2 separate regions of the Rattus norvegicus genome follow, and region 1 is linked to region 2. Evidence: chromatin contacts called from public Hi-C data. All regions are on one chromosome and are shown on one strand. The core of a region is the stretch at or near the end of the contact, and the rest is flanking DNA. Distances in the headings are between cores, read along the strand shown.

Evidence for each region. A called contact is a pair of places that touch in the nucleus more often than the background predicts.
Region 1: a contact with region 2 is called in a Hi-C map of Schwann cells, with 2.4 times the contacts expected there. The contact joins two enhancer-like sites. A contact is called at or near these places in 3 of 12 Hi-C or Micro-C datasets (Schwann cells, frontal cortex and hepatocytes).

Annotation. Positions count from the first base shown.
Region 1 is chr3:138,607,995-138,614,994 of GRCr8, reverse strand. It overlaps Atrn (attractin), which reads right to left. Exons shown (of 29, transcript NM_031351.2): 5 at 5,724-5,929; 6 at 4,335-4,503. Among named protein-coding and RNA genes, the nearest start is that of Atrn, 48 kb to the right of the region's middle. Within about 2 kb of position 5,749, at least 25 of the 93 cell types and tissues checked have an H3K27ac peak or open chromatin away from gene starts, as enhancers often do. A contact at or near this core is called in Schwann cells, where this site is marked.
Region 2 is chr3:138,484,775-138,491,359 of GRCr8, reverse strand. Dnaaf9 (dynein axonemal assembly factor 9) reads left to right here. Exons shown (of 37, transcript NM_001109206.1): 2 at 1,608-1,687; 3 at 2,953-3,072. Among named protein-coding and RNA genes, the nearest start is that of Dnaaf9, 18 kb to the left of the region's middle. Within about 2 kb of position 4,254, at least 60 of the 93 cell types and tissues checked have an H3K27ac peak or open chromatin away from gene starts, as enhancers often do. A contact at or near this core is called in Schwann cells, where this site is marked.

The DNA.
Region 1 (7,000 bases), core at 4,500-6,999, 120 kb before region 2:
GGATATATAAATTTTAGATCTTGGTTTCAAAACTACTAGTATGAAAAATAACTACAATCTAAATAAGGTCAAATCTGTTGTGTTGGTCTTCAAAGTACTGACAACTGTTGGGATTGCCTTGTTTGTTTTGTATTATAAGGCACTTGTTATTTCACATTTTTAAAAAAAATTTTTTTTTCCAGAGCTGGGGACCGAACCCAGGGTCTTGCGCTTGCTAGGCAAGCGCTCTACCACTGAGCTAAATCCCCACCCCCTAGTTATTTCAAATACATGCTTTTTATAGTTCCTTACTTTAACAACAGAACATTTGATACCATGGTATATGTCCTCTTCACTAGTGAACACCTTTTTCTAAATGTTAGGTGAATTTTTCAATCATTTTTCAATCAGAATTAACTTTTTGAAGATTTATTTTTATTATTTCTAGCTGTGAATATGCATGGCTGTGGGACATACGTGTGCTGGTGCTTGCATGGCAATAGGCATTGGCTCTTCTTTGGTGCTAGAGATATGGTTACTTGTGAGCTGCCTGGGATGTGTCCTCTGAAAGAACAGCCCACTCTCAACTGCTGAGCCCTCGCTCTAGCCCCTAAGAACTTACACTTAATTGGGATACAGAAGGACTATTAAAGATCCTGTGTGTGTGTGTGTGTGTGTGTGTGTGTGTGTGTGTGTGTGTGTGTGTGCGCGCGCGCGCACATAAAATACTTATGCAACTAGTGTTCTTCTTTGTTTTTTAATAAATCAAGGGGCTGACAGGATTGCTCCGTGTTAGAAGCATTTTGATTTTCCAGTGTACCTGGCTTCCATTCCTACACTCACAACTCCCTGTAACTCCAGCTCCAGAGTCCTTCTTCAGGTCTCCTTGAGCACTGCAGACACATGGTATACATTCACACAAATGCACACACATACACATAAATAAAATAAATCTTAAAGTACAAATATCAACTAAAACAAAAAGTGTAGGTGAAAACATTCTTCAGAGCCATCATTATGAATTATTTCAGGTTCAGCAAAATTCTCTTCAAGCTCCAATCTTTCCAATCAAACAGAAGATTCTGTGTGACAGTTTAGGTTGAATGATTTAAAAGCAGCCACATCAAAGTTATACACCATGAAAATGTAGTTGTTTATTTACGAAATTTTGTCAATACCAAGTCTCTGTGGTTTAGACAAGGAAGCCAGACAAACTCTAGCTTGCTTCAATTAGCTAAGCCGTCAGCCACTCCATTAGAGTTGCAATCTGCACTGAGGCTGTGACCCAGGGACTAGGATAGTAATGAAAGTGCAGTCACAGGAGTGAGGCTGACGGCGACTTTCGACTGCTGAACAGAACTTAGTAAAGCAGATACTGGCCGGCCTGTTCTGTCTCCATCCTGACTCTCGGCTTGCTGTTAGGTTTGATCTCCTCAGAACTTGGGTTACAACAGAAAAGAGAAAGATAACTTTTCAGTATCACATTATCCAACTGTGTACTGTTCACTTTACGGTAAGGAATGGTGAACAGGAGTCAATAAACAGTTTCATATTCCTTGGGGGAAAGACCAGGTGTCTCAGTCACTGTGCCATTGCTGTGAAGAGATACCATGACCAAGACAACTTATGAAAGGAAAAATATAATTGGGGCTGGCTTACAGTTTCTAAGAGTTAGTCCCTTATCACATGGTGGGAGTGTGGCAGCTGGCAGGCCTGACACCGGAGCAGCAGCTGAGAGCTTACATCTGACCCACAGGCAGCAGGCAGAGAATGCGATTGGGCCTGGTGTGGGTTTTTGTGTGAGAATGACACAACATAGACGGACACCAAGATTCAAAAATATACAACAGGCACGATGATATATGTCTATAATCTCAACACTTACTAGGACCACAGCCTGACTATCTCAACAGTTTTTGAAGTTTTTTTGTTTGTCTGTTTGAGACAGGTTTCCTGTATCCCTGCCTAACCTCAAACTCTATATGGAACTGAAAATGACTCTCAAATTCTGATCATCCTGCCTCTGCTTCCCTGGTGCTGAAGTTAAAGTGTGCATGGCCACACCCGGTTTTATGTAGTGCTAAGGATGAAATCCAGAGCTTCACGTATGCTGAGCTTATGTCTTTTACCAAGTAAACTAAGGCTTAGCAATGGGCTGGGGCGGCATATTGGAGTGTGTTGAACTGTGTGAGACACAATTACTATGACTAACTGTGTCAGCATTAAAAATGAATTTAAAACTTTTTAGGGGAGAAGGCTAACTCTGAGCAGAGTGTCATGGCAAACACCTTTAACCCCAATCCCCAATCAGAGAGATTTGCCTGCCTCTTCCTTTCAAATTCTGCTTAAATTAAAACCTTTTGCTACAGGCCCTGGCCTCCTTTTAATTTAAGACTTACTGTTTTCTCTATTGTTCTGACTGGAATTTCTAAGTCTGTCTGGAGGCTGCTGGCTCTTGCCTCTGTCCTGCTAATCTACCCACTGGGACTTCTGTTTCCATTGTTGCATTTTTCAATTTTACAATTCCATCAGATATTCTCTTTTTAGATTTTTTAATTTATGTGTATGAGTGTTTTGCTTGCATTCATATCTGTGTTACCACGTGCATGCAGTGCCAGTAAAGGCCACAGGAGAGCATCTAGATGCTCTAGAATGGAGATGACTGTGAGCAGGAGAAAATGCTCTTAGCCTCTCAGCCATCTTCCAGGCCTTCCATTTAAGATTCTTTCTGATTATTATTATTATTATTACATTTATTTATTTGGGCAAGGCCATGTATTTGCCAAGGCACAAAGATAATCAGAAGACAACTATCAGGAATTGGTTCTTTCTTCTACCCATGTGGGTCCTAGGTATTGAGTGGGTCACGAGGCCCAGCTGGTCAAGTGCCTTAACCTGGCCTCTGATATCCTGTTACATCTTATATTTCTTTTGGTGAGACTTTCTATTTTTTCATTTGCTTTCTATGTGTGCAGCTGTTCATTGTAGTATTTTAGGATGGCCACCTTTAAATTTCTTGTCAGATAAACCTAATGTGTGTCACCCTAATGTCATTGTCTCTTTGACTTCTTATTGAAAATGAGACTGTATTAGCTCTTGGCTGGGCAGATTTTGTGTATCATGCTGTGAGACTCTAGACCCTCTGTTATTTCAGGCCTTCTCTGACACCACTCCCATGGGATGGAGAAGGTCAACTTATTACTGCCATTACTGTTGCTGACAGTAGAAGTCAATGTTCCCCCCACAGTCTCTACTGATACTGTGCAGGCAGAAGCCTTATTTCCAACTGGTGTGACCTTGTGGGAGGAGTATATCACTGGGAGTGGCCTTTGAGGTTTCAAAACCCCATGCTAGGCCCAGTGTTCTCGTGTTCATACTTTCTCTCTCTCTCTTTCTTCCCTCCCACTTGCTTGTAGATCAAATTCGAGCTCTTAGCCACTGCTCCAGTGCTGTGCCTGACTGTTGTCATGCTTCTTGTCATGATGTTCATAGACTTACTCTCTGAAACTGTAAATAAGCCCCTAATGAAATGCTTTCATTTAAAACTGCCTTGACCATGGTGTCTTCAAAGAAACAGAACATTAACAAAAGCACACGCCAGACTGCCTAGTAGTCCTACTGACTTTAAGATGAATGTCAATACTTTTTAATCACTAATAGAAAAAACTTCAAGCCACAAAATTAACATGGCTAAGTATTTATAAATTTCCTCTTGAAATCTGTTCTCTATAACTCTAATATGATAATATATATTCTACCTTCAAAAAAGCACAAATAAGACTTCAAACCCTGGAAATTATTAGACAAAAGCCATTTAACACTAGTAAGATATAAACTGAAACCATCTGACATATGAAAACTATTAATAAAATCAAAAGATAAAGTAACTCCTATTTATATGACGTACTACATACCTAAAGCAAAATATCAGAGGAAGTACCTTAAAAAGATAAATTATTCTTATCATAACAATGAATTCTTTGGGGCTTTCAATTGTAGAACATCAACATATATGAAGAAAGTTTAAAAGAATACTACCAAAGTTTAAACAGATTTCCCTCAGTAATTACTTGTGATGTCCTGGCTTTTTATTATTTTTACACTGTAGCTTCTTGGGGTGGAAACCCAAGCTTCTTCCAGAAGTTTTTAACCCACTCTCTGAGCTGGTGAGGCTCAAAGGGCAAACATTACAAGCCTGGTGACCTGAAACCAAACACCAAACTCACACACAGGTGATGGGAGGAAACTAACTCCATGCAGCTGTCCTTTCATCTCCACTGGCACACCACTGCATACACCCCCTTATATACACTCAGGAATAATAAATAAAATGTTTTAATTATAAAGCCACTTACGCTAAAACCATGCTGTAATCTGAATGGTTGAACATATACCCGCCAACAACCCACATTATATTTCCATTGACCACAGCTTTATGAGAGGCTCTGGGAAGCTTTAAGTCAGAATATTCTTCTCGAGTCCAAAAAGACTGGTTAGCTGGCACAGGAATTGAACATCCAGGACCTAATAAGAAAAAAATAACAACATAGCTTCACAAAATGCAGTCTAAAAGTTTGCAGCATTCCAAGTTCTAATCTAAGTGCAAAGAATATTTAAAGAATCATGTTTCCTTTAGCAGTGCTAACATCTTGAACTTGTTTTAAACTTATTTCACACACAGTTATTTTACTTGAATGAATGTCTATGTACCACTTGCCTGCTTGGTACCCACTGTCAGAAAAAGGCACTGGATCCTCTGGAACTGGAGTTACAGATATTGTGAGCTCCTACGTGGATGCTGGGATCAAATCTGAGTCCTCTAGAGAACAACCAGTACTCTTAACCAAGAAGCCATCTGTTTAGAACCTAACATGAGTTTTTAATTTACTTAAGATACAGACCAAAACCAATCATTCCATAATGAGATTTAATACTACATACTTTCTGCTAAGTTGGCAATATTCAGATTAAACATTTTTAGTAGTAAAAATCTTGCTTAAGCAGCATTTAGGGAAAGGGCAGACCAAGAGTTATTAATTCAAGTGGAAAAGACACTAGGGTTAAAATATAATGACAGATCAAAATCAATCTTCTGGTAAACCCAGAAGCTGACTAGATGAAGGAGACAGAGAGAACTCTGTCCTCTACTGGGACTCCTGAAAGGGGGATGGTACTCAAGCATGCCAACCACTAACTCCTTAATATCAACTAAACTAGACAAACCAAAAACATTTAAACAAACACTTTCTTTCAAAATAAAAAGGTCCTGAGGACATAAGCATAGAAAGAAAATCACTAAAGCAATAATGGCTGTTTCCTCAAAATGTCAGAGAATTCCCTACAGCTTCATTAGTATGCTGGTTGTGTGGGTAATGGCACTAGATGACAGCAGTGGGATTCTAACTGGTGCAGATCTTCTCTGAACACAAACAAGTTTTCTTAGGAAACAGCAGTACTGCCACTTAACCACCTCTCAGCTTGATTCTCTGCTTCTCTAACACCAGACCATGCTCCCTAATTTTCATGAATGAGTTGCAAAGGATTTGTTACACCTTTCCATAATTCTAAGCACATCAATAACAATCACATACGTGTAAACTTTAAAGAGTCTGAGTAGAGGGAGGTGAATGCTTAAATGCCATCTGATACATGATTAACATAAGGCCTACAGCTGCTAAAATAAACTCTATTACAGTTCACTAAACTACAACTCTGTGAAAGAACTTTGAAAGGGCAGCTCCTACCCTGCCAGTGAGGGAAGCAGGAGCACCCTCTGGTGTCACTTGCGTTACAGATGCCTCGGTGAGGAAAGCCACAGTTGTCTGTACAGTGAGGAATGTCACAGGACTCCCCTTTCCAGTTTTCAGAACATTCACACTCAACAGTGCTGCTGCTGTTACTGCTCTTACATTCTCCTCGGCCTGAGCAATTATTCGGGCACATGTCAAAACTACAAAGACAGGAGAAAACTAAGTCAACAATTTCAACTAAGCAACATTTGCAGACCTCCTTCTTATAGTTTAAGTTAAGTTCATTTGCAAGTGTGACTACAGGACTTACCAGTTAGCCCAAGTGTGCTCACTGAGCTCTGTGCAGCTAGGTAATGAGATCAAATCAACCTCACTGTATTCGCATATGAAGGAAGAAGAATAAATAACTCAGGAAGTTAGAGAAATTACAAAACAATAGAGATCTGTGCGAAACCACTTAGACTTGGCTTGACGCTGACAACCAGGAGCCTACTCTTTCTGCTAGCTCATTAGTAATGAGTTCTACAAAAGTGCCAAGCTAATGCTAGCAAGTGGAGGAAGGAAAGGGAGCCAATGAACTGACAATATTCATGGCACGCATTCTCTGAAAAGATTCTGAGAATTAGCAGAATTTAAGATTACTTTCCAGAGCCCTTGGTCCTGCCAAGGCTGGACCCCCAGTGAACAGGATTCTTGGGGGGAGGGTGGTAATGGGAGGAGGATGGGGAGGGGAACACCCATGTAGAAGGGGAGGGGGAGGGGTTAGGGGGATGTTGGCCTGGAAACCGGGGAAAGGGAATAACAATTGAAATGTAAATAAGAAATACCCAATTTAATAAAGATGAAAAAAAAGATTACTTTCCAGTGATGTAGTCAAATTAAAGGTCTTCAGTAACTTTTATCAACTCACTTCAGATGGAGAAGTGCAGTTAACAATTTGAAATGACATAATTCAGATGTTTAAAGAGGTACATTAGTGGACTATTACAATAGTTTAAAAATATAGATTTCTTATACTGAAGATTATTACTGAGACACTACTAACTTTGATAAATTCACTTAGCAAAACTCCTGATATTTTCTTCCAGCATCAGGTAGAACGTCTCTCTCTTCCAGGAGATGCTCAGTGACAAGATCTAGAAAAACCAAGAACTGTGGTCCCAACTACTGGGGCTGACATTCGTTTAACCTTTTAGCTCCTGTTTTCCTCAATTATGAAATGAGAAAAAATGTCTACCTCTCACTGAATACTTAAAAAAAACTTTAAATAA
Region 2 (6,585 bases), core at 3,005-5,504:
TCATTCTCAGTTCATTGGTTTGCTACTAGCATTCACCTCTGTATTTGTCATGCTCTGACTATGTCTGTCAGGAGACATCTATCTGGCTCCTGTCAGCATGCACTTCTTAACTTCATCAATCTTATCTAGTTTTGTTGGCTGTATATGTATGGGCCACTTGTGGGGCAGGCTCTGAATGGCCGTTCCTCCAGTCTCTGCTCCAAACTTTGTCTCCATATCCCCTCCTATGAATATTTTTGTCCTACGTTTTAAGAAGGAATGAAGCATCCACACTTGGTCATCCTTCTTCTTGAGCTTCATGTGGTCTGTGGATTGTATCTTGGGTAATTTGAGCTTTTGGGCTAATATCCACTTATCAGTAAGTACATATCATGTGTGTTTTTCTGTGATTGGGTTACCTCACTCAGGATGATATTTTCTAGTTCCATCCACTCGCCTGTGAATTTCATGAAGTCATTGTTTTTGATATCTGAGTAGTACTCCATTGTGTAGATGTACCACATTTTCTGTATCCATTACTCTGTTGAGAGACATCTGGGTTCTTTCCAGCTTCTGGCTATTATAAATAAGGCTGCTATGAACATAGTGGAGCACGTGTCTTTGTTGTATGTTGGAGCATCTTTTGTTCCTAGCTTTTTAAGACACCTCTACACATTGATTTCCATAGTATCTGCAGCAGTTTATACCCTACCATACATACATTCCTACCAACTAGTAGATAGGGGTCGCTGTTTCCCCGTGTTCTCTTTAGTACTTGTCACTTGTTTTCTTAATGACAGACATTATCACTGTGGTAAGATGGAATCTCAAAGTAGTATAATTTGCATCACTAATGGTTAATGATATCCAACAGTTAAAAATGTTTATGGGCTAAGAGTTAGACATGGAGGTGGTGGGGAAGAATCAGGCTTGACCATGAAGTTAGGTATTCATCTTTGGGGTTACTGACAGGAGTAGAGAGAGACGGAAAAGCAAGAGAGTCCATTGAAATTGTATTGTTTAGGAATGTATGTCTCCTTATATCTGGGTGCAAGGAATAGTCCTTCTACCAAAAGGAGTAGTAGCTCTCTAAAGAGAGGGTGTCTTCTGTGTCTTCTGTGCTGAGAGTCTAGTCCTGTGGGATAGCTAGAGCTTAGTTTAGTGAGGCCTTTATATCAATTTTTGGTTTTGTTTGTTGCTTTTGAGACAAACTAAGAAAGGCTAAATTTAGGCTAAAGCAGTATAGAAACTTTTCTTTGAAAATCAGCAAAAGTAAAAAGACATTGGAAGGGGCTGGGGATTTAGCTCTGTGGTAGCACAAGGCCCTGGGTTCAGTCCCCAGCTCTGGAAAAAAAAGAACCAAAAAAAAAAAAAAGATGTTGGAAATTCTTGGCATCAGCTGATTAATTATGAATGGGACCATGGTGCCATCTTAGTTCATTGTCCATTGTCCAAATAGTCTTTAGACCACTTACACTAAATCTCTTTGAGAGCATGGACAAGAAGGATACGGTTCTGATTAAAGAGCTAGGTACTACTTGCCTTACCTAACAAGACCATTCCTCTAGTGTGTACCTTTTCAGACTCTCACACTTCCTCACTCAAGAAACTCTGTTGTTCTGTTTCAGCTGCAGCCGACTGCGCCAGGTTCAAAGTGTCCTGACCCAGAGCAGCAAGTCTCAACCTGACGGGATTCTCTGCATCCTAGGTCAGTGCTTTCTTATGAGTTTGTAGTCTTGATCTCAGGAAGATGCTAGTAATGCTATCGTGTAAGGTACGTTAAAGGCTAGAATCTTCCCAGTTCTCATTCCTGTGACATCTGATCCATCTTACTGAGGGTGAATATTAAGAGGGTGTCAGTGAGATAAAGAGGGAGCTCCTACCACAGGCTCCTGCCTGCCTTTGACTGTCCTGACACTTACTCTGTAGACCATGCTGGCTTCTGCCTCTTTAGTTCTGGTAGTAAAGCCCTGCGCCACTGTGCCCAGCTACAACCCTTTCTTTTCAAACCACATGGAGAATAGCTGCTTGACTCTGATCCTCCCATCCTGCCAACAGCTGTAGTCCTAGGATGCGAAGTCACTGAGAGACAGAAGTGAAGACAGTGTCATTTAATTTCCTTTTGTCTCTGGTTCCGCCTTTCTAGACTGACCTTAGTGAAGGTCGTCTGCAGGGGTGTATACCTCCGCACCATACCTTACAGTGCAGTGCTAAGCTTTGCTTCCGACACTTGGGAAGGCTCAGTGTGTGTTAGTCTATCCACTTGTCCTCTTCTTTTTCAAATCACCTTAACTTGTTTTTATTTGTACATATTTTCCATAGAGATCTCTTTGAGATCTATTCTTCAGCTAACAAAATGTTCCAAGATCTGTAGATCCATAGAAGACCATATGTTCTGGTTCTTTCTGCCCTTAAGAATTGCACATGTCGGCTGGAGGTGGTTCCGTAGATAAGAGCACCCACATGGTGACTCATAACCATCTGTAACTCTAATTCCAGGGTATCAGATCCCCTAGATCATGGAGGGTGCTCTTCTGGCCTCCTTTGGTACCAGACACACATGATATACATATACATGGAATTTAAACACCCACACATGTAAAGTAAAACCTGAAAGAAAAAAATGCTTTTCAGCATTAGTAATCTTGTTGCTTAATTCTTTTTTTTTTTTTTTTTTTTGGTTCTTTTTTTCGGAGCTGGGGACCGAACCCAGGGCCTTGCGCTTCCTAGGTAAGCGCTCTACCACTGAGCTAAATCCCCAGCCCCTTGTTGCTTAATTCTTTGACCTGTGTAGGTCTTGAGATCCAAGGAAGGTACCGTATGCCTCAGCCTGTTTCTCACACAAGGGGTTGTTCATTTAGTTTTAGCACAAAACTGGTTTGACCATCAAGGCTTTACTAAACGGGCAAATCGTTGGCACTTTCTGTATTCCACGGTGCAGGACAGCGAGTCACAGGCTTCTTTGCTTTGCAGGAATTGACAGCAGGTACAACGAAGGCTGTAGAGAGCTGGCAAATTACCTTCTGTTTGGTTTATACAGTCAGAATACCACTGATTTTGAGAAAACTGGATTTTCTGAAGAAATCCTAGATGGTAAGTCTGTATTACATTGGCAAATTATAGGAGACAGTGATTTATTTCTTTGGACCCTTAATTCATGATGTTTTTGTAAAAATTGTTTTAGTTTTAATTTTACTGTATCATATGAGTGTTTTGCTTGTGTGTGTGTGTGTGTGTGTGCATGTGAGCATGTATGCATACTTGGTGCCCTTGGAAGCCAGAAGATGACATCAGGTCCCCTGGACCTAGAGTTACAGATGGTTGTGAATCTCCATTCAGGTGTTGGGAATCGAATCCAGATCTCTGGAAGAATAACAAGTACGTTTAACTGCTGAGCCATCCTGACAGCCCCAGCTCATGATTTTTTATTTCTGTTTCTGTGGTTTGGGGTTTTGTCATTGCTGTTTATTTGTTTTGAGATAGTCTCATAAAGCTTTAGCTGGCTTGAAACTAACTGTGTAGACCAGACTGGCCTTGAATTCTGAGATCTACCTGCCTCTGCCTTCCTAGTAGTGGGATTAAAGACACACATCCAGCACCACATTTGTGATCTTTTAATAGGAAATTATAATCAGAATTTAAGTAGTCCAAAACTCCAGTAAATTTTTGCCTTATTTTGTTTTACTTTTTGAGTGATGTGTGATTCCCCTAATTGGTCTTAAAATTGGCAACCCCCTGGCCTCGGCCTCCCAAGTAGCTGGGATTACACCAGGCAAGATTTTATCTTTTTAATAGTGAAAAATAGCATTTCCTTGTTAGCCTATTAAAATAGGACATTCCTATTGGTCATGCAGTGGACAACAGACTATCAACAGCAGTTTCCAGAATACATTTATTGGTAAATCATTTTGAGACCAAAAGCAGACCTTGGCGTTTGGATTTGTCTCTTGGCAGGGTACTAGTTTTTCTTAGTATTGCCGCTGCTCCTTTTCCCTGAAGGTTCAGATTGTGTACTGTTGCCAGTGAGAGCATTCTCTGCTTTGAGGCAAAGACGAGCTGCTCTTGTAAGCTGCTCTTGTGAGAAAGAAGATTTTATGTGGATCTTTAGCTGAGGAACAAGGGGCTATTGTCCTGCTGTCTTTGGGAATTGTTTTTTGTGTGACTTTAATACAATGGAGTCTTTCTGCCTGCAGTCAGCTTTCTCTGGCTTGGAGACACTGCATGTGTTGATGCTCCTGTGGGCTGTTGCCCGGGAGCTACTTCTCATATCATATACTTAGCATTATAAATTGTCTGCAAGATGAGTCAGGAGACATAGAACAAACAAGTAAAACTGGACAAGAGACAAGACACTTGCAAGGCAGCTGGGAGACCATGAAGGCAAACATTGGATGTCAGATGATCTCACTTGAATAGTGTGGTCTCAGAGGGAGGGCAGTTTTGTCCCTTGGGAGACATTTAGCAATGTCTGAAGACATTTTTGATGGCCGTGGCTCAGTATGTGGCACTACTGGCATCTAGTGGACACCAGGGCTGCTGCTAAACATCACAAAATAAACAAGAAAGCCCCAGTTACACAATGAAGAGTTTTCTTATTAAACTGTAAATAATTCTGAGTTGTATCGTCTTTGAAATTCTTACCTTGGTAACAACCCCAATACTATCCATATAGTTTAGTTAGAGCTGTCCTTCTTATTATGAATGCAGAAAAAGGAGACGGAAAATACTTGGAGTTAGTATCCTTCCTTTCTTTGTGTTTTCTTCCTCATCTTTCTGTCTGAGGTATGCTCTCACTCTGTATCAGGCTGGCTTCAGACCAGGTGCTTCTCAGCCTCTTGGGTTCTGGGTTTGCATGCAGGAGCCACCACTGTGATCTTCATCCGGTCCTTTTCTTTTTAGATTTTGATATTATAATACAATGTAACACCTTTTCCTTCCCTTTCCTTCTCTTCACTCCCAACCAATGTTCACTACCTATGGTTCATGACCCCTTTGGCAACCCTCTGTCTCTAAAAAACATTTACATTGTGACAAATAACAGTTATGAAAGAGCAACAATAATAATTTTATGCTTGGTGATCACCACAACATGAGGAAAAGTATTAAAGGGTCACAGCATTAGGAAGGTTGAAAATCACTGCTCTAAAACCTCTCATATGTCACTGGACAGGCAATCAGCGTGCTCTTTCCTAGGTAGGGACAACTCTCCTGCTCCCAGCTTTTCTCAGTTGCCATAGTTTTTTGTGTAGGGTTGAGGTTTCCTGGACTTTTCTCTGTCCACTTTGACATGTCATTGGTGGGGTCCTTGTTTAGCTCATGTTTGGGCAGTCATGTTGGTGAGAGTTTATGGATGTAGCTTCTAACGGTACTAGAAGACACCATCAATTATTCAATTTACTTTTTGTTTGTTTGTTTCAGATTTTGATTTTAAATTTCTTGGCCAGGCAATGTGTTTCAAGCCTTTTAATCCCAGGACTTGGGAGGCAGAGGCCGGTGCATCTCTGTGCAGTTAAGGCTTGCCTGGTCTACATAGTAGATTCCAAGACAGGGCTATAGAAAGACCCTTCCTTGAATAAAATAAAATAACATTTCTTTCAGGGGTCTGGGGAGATGGCTCAATGGTTAAGAGAACTGGCTGTTCCTCCAGAGGACTGGAGCCAATTCCTTATGCCTAGACGACTACTCACAACTGTCTGCAGCTTGAGTCGGAGGGGATCAGACCTCCTCTCCTGGCCTGTCTGCAGCTACCAGGCATACACGTGATATCTAGTCATATATGCAAGCACAGTACCCATGTGAATAAAATAAGATAAAAAAAATGAAGTATAAAATAAAATACCTTCTCTTACATGTAGTGGTTTGGAAACAATTTATTCTGGAAGTGTCCAGTCACTGCACATTTCAGTGCAGCCATGTTTGCAAGGACATTTCAGTACTAAAAATAAGGAGTGTGTTTAAATTCCCAAAGAGGTGCTCTTATCCTGTCATTTGGCACAGGAGATACTCAGTAAAATACTAAGCATTTTGCTCCAAATTATTAAAGTCAGTTTTAGATCCTTATAGTTAGAAAGCTAAGATTAACAGATTTGTGCTTCTAACTTTAGGATTTTGAGGCTGGGTTTCACTCTGCAGTCCTGGCTGTCCTGGAACTTGTTGTGTAGACCACACTGACATCACACTCACAGATAGAGCTCAGAGATGCCTCTGAGTGCTGTGGTGAACGATGTGGGCCACCACAGCCCACATGCTTCCTCCCGCCTTAGCCTCCCTGTTCGTAAAAAGGCCAGCGTGAGGTACTTACTTTTCAAAGGTAGTTTTTAAAACATTTTACATGATTTTAAATTTATTTTAATTTATTGAGACAGGTTCCCTTTATGTAGCTCTGGCTATCCTGGAACAAGCTGTGTAGACCAGGCTGGCCTCAAACTCACCGAATTCTGTGATTAAAAGCTCATGCTAGCATACTGGCCAACCTTCCCATCTCATCTTGTCCCCTCCTCCTCTTTCTCTTCCTAGTCCTCCTCCTCCTTCCTTCTCCTTCTGCTGCTGCTGCCTTTTTAAGTTTAATTTTGTTTTTGATATAGGGTGTTTCTGTTTAAATCAGAG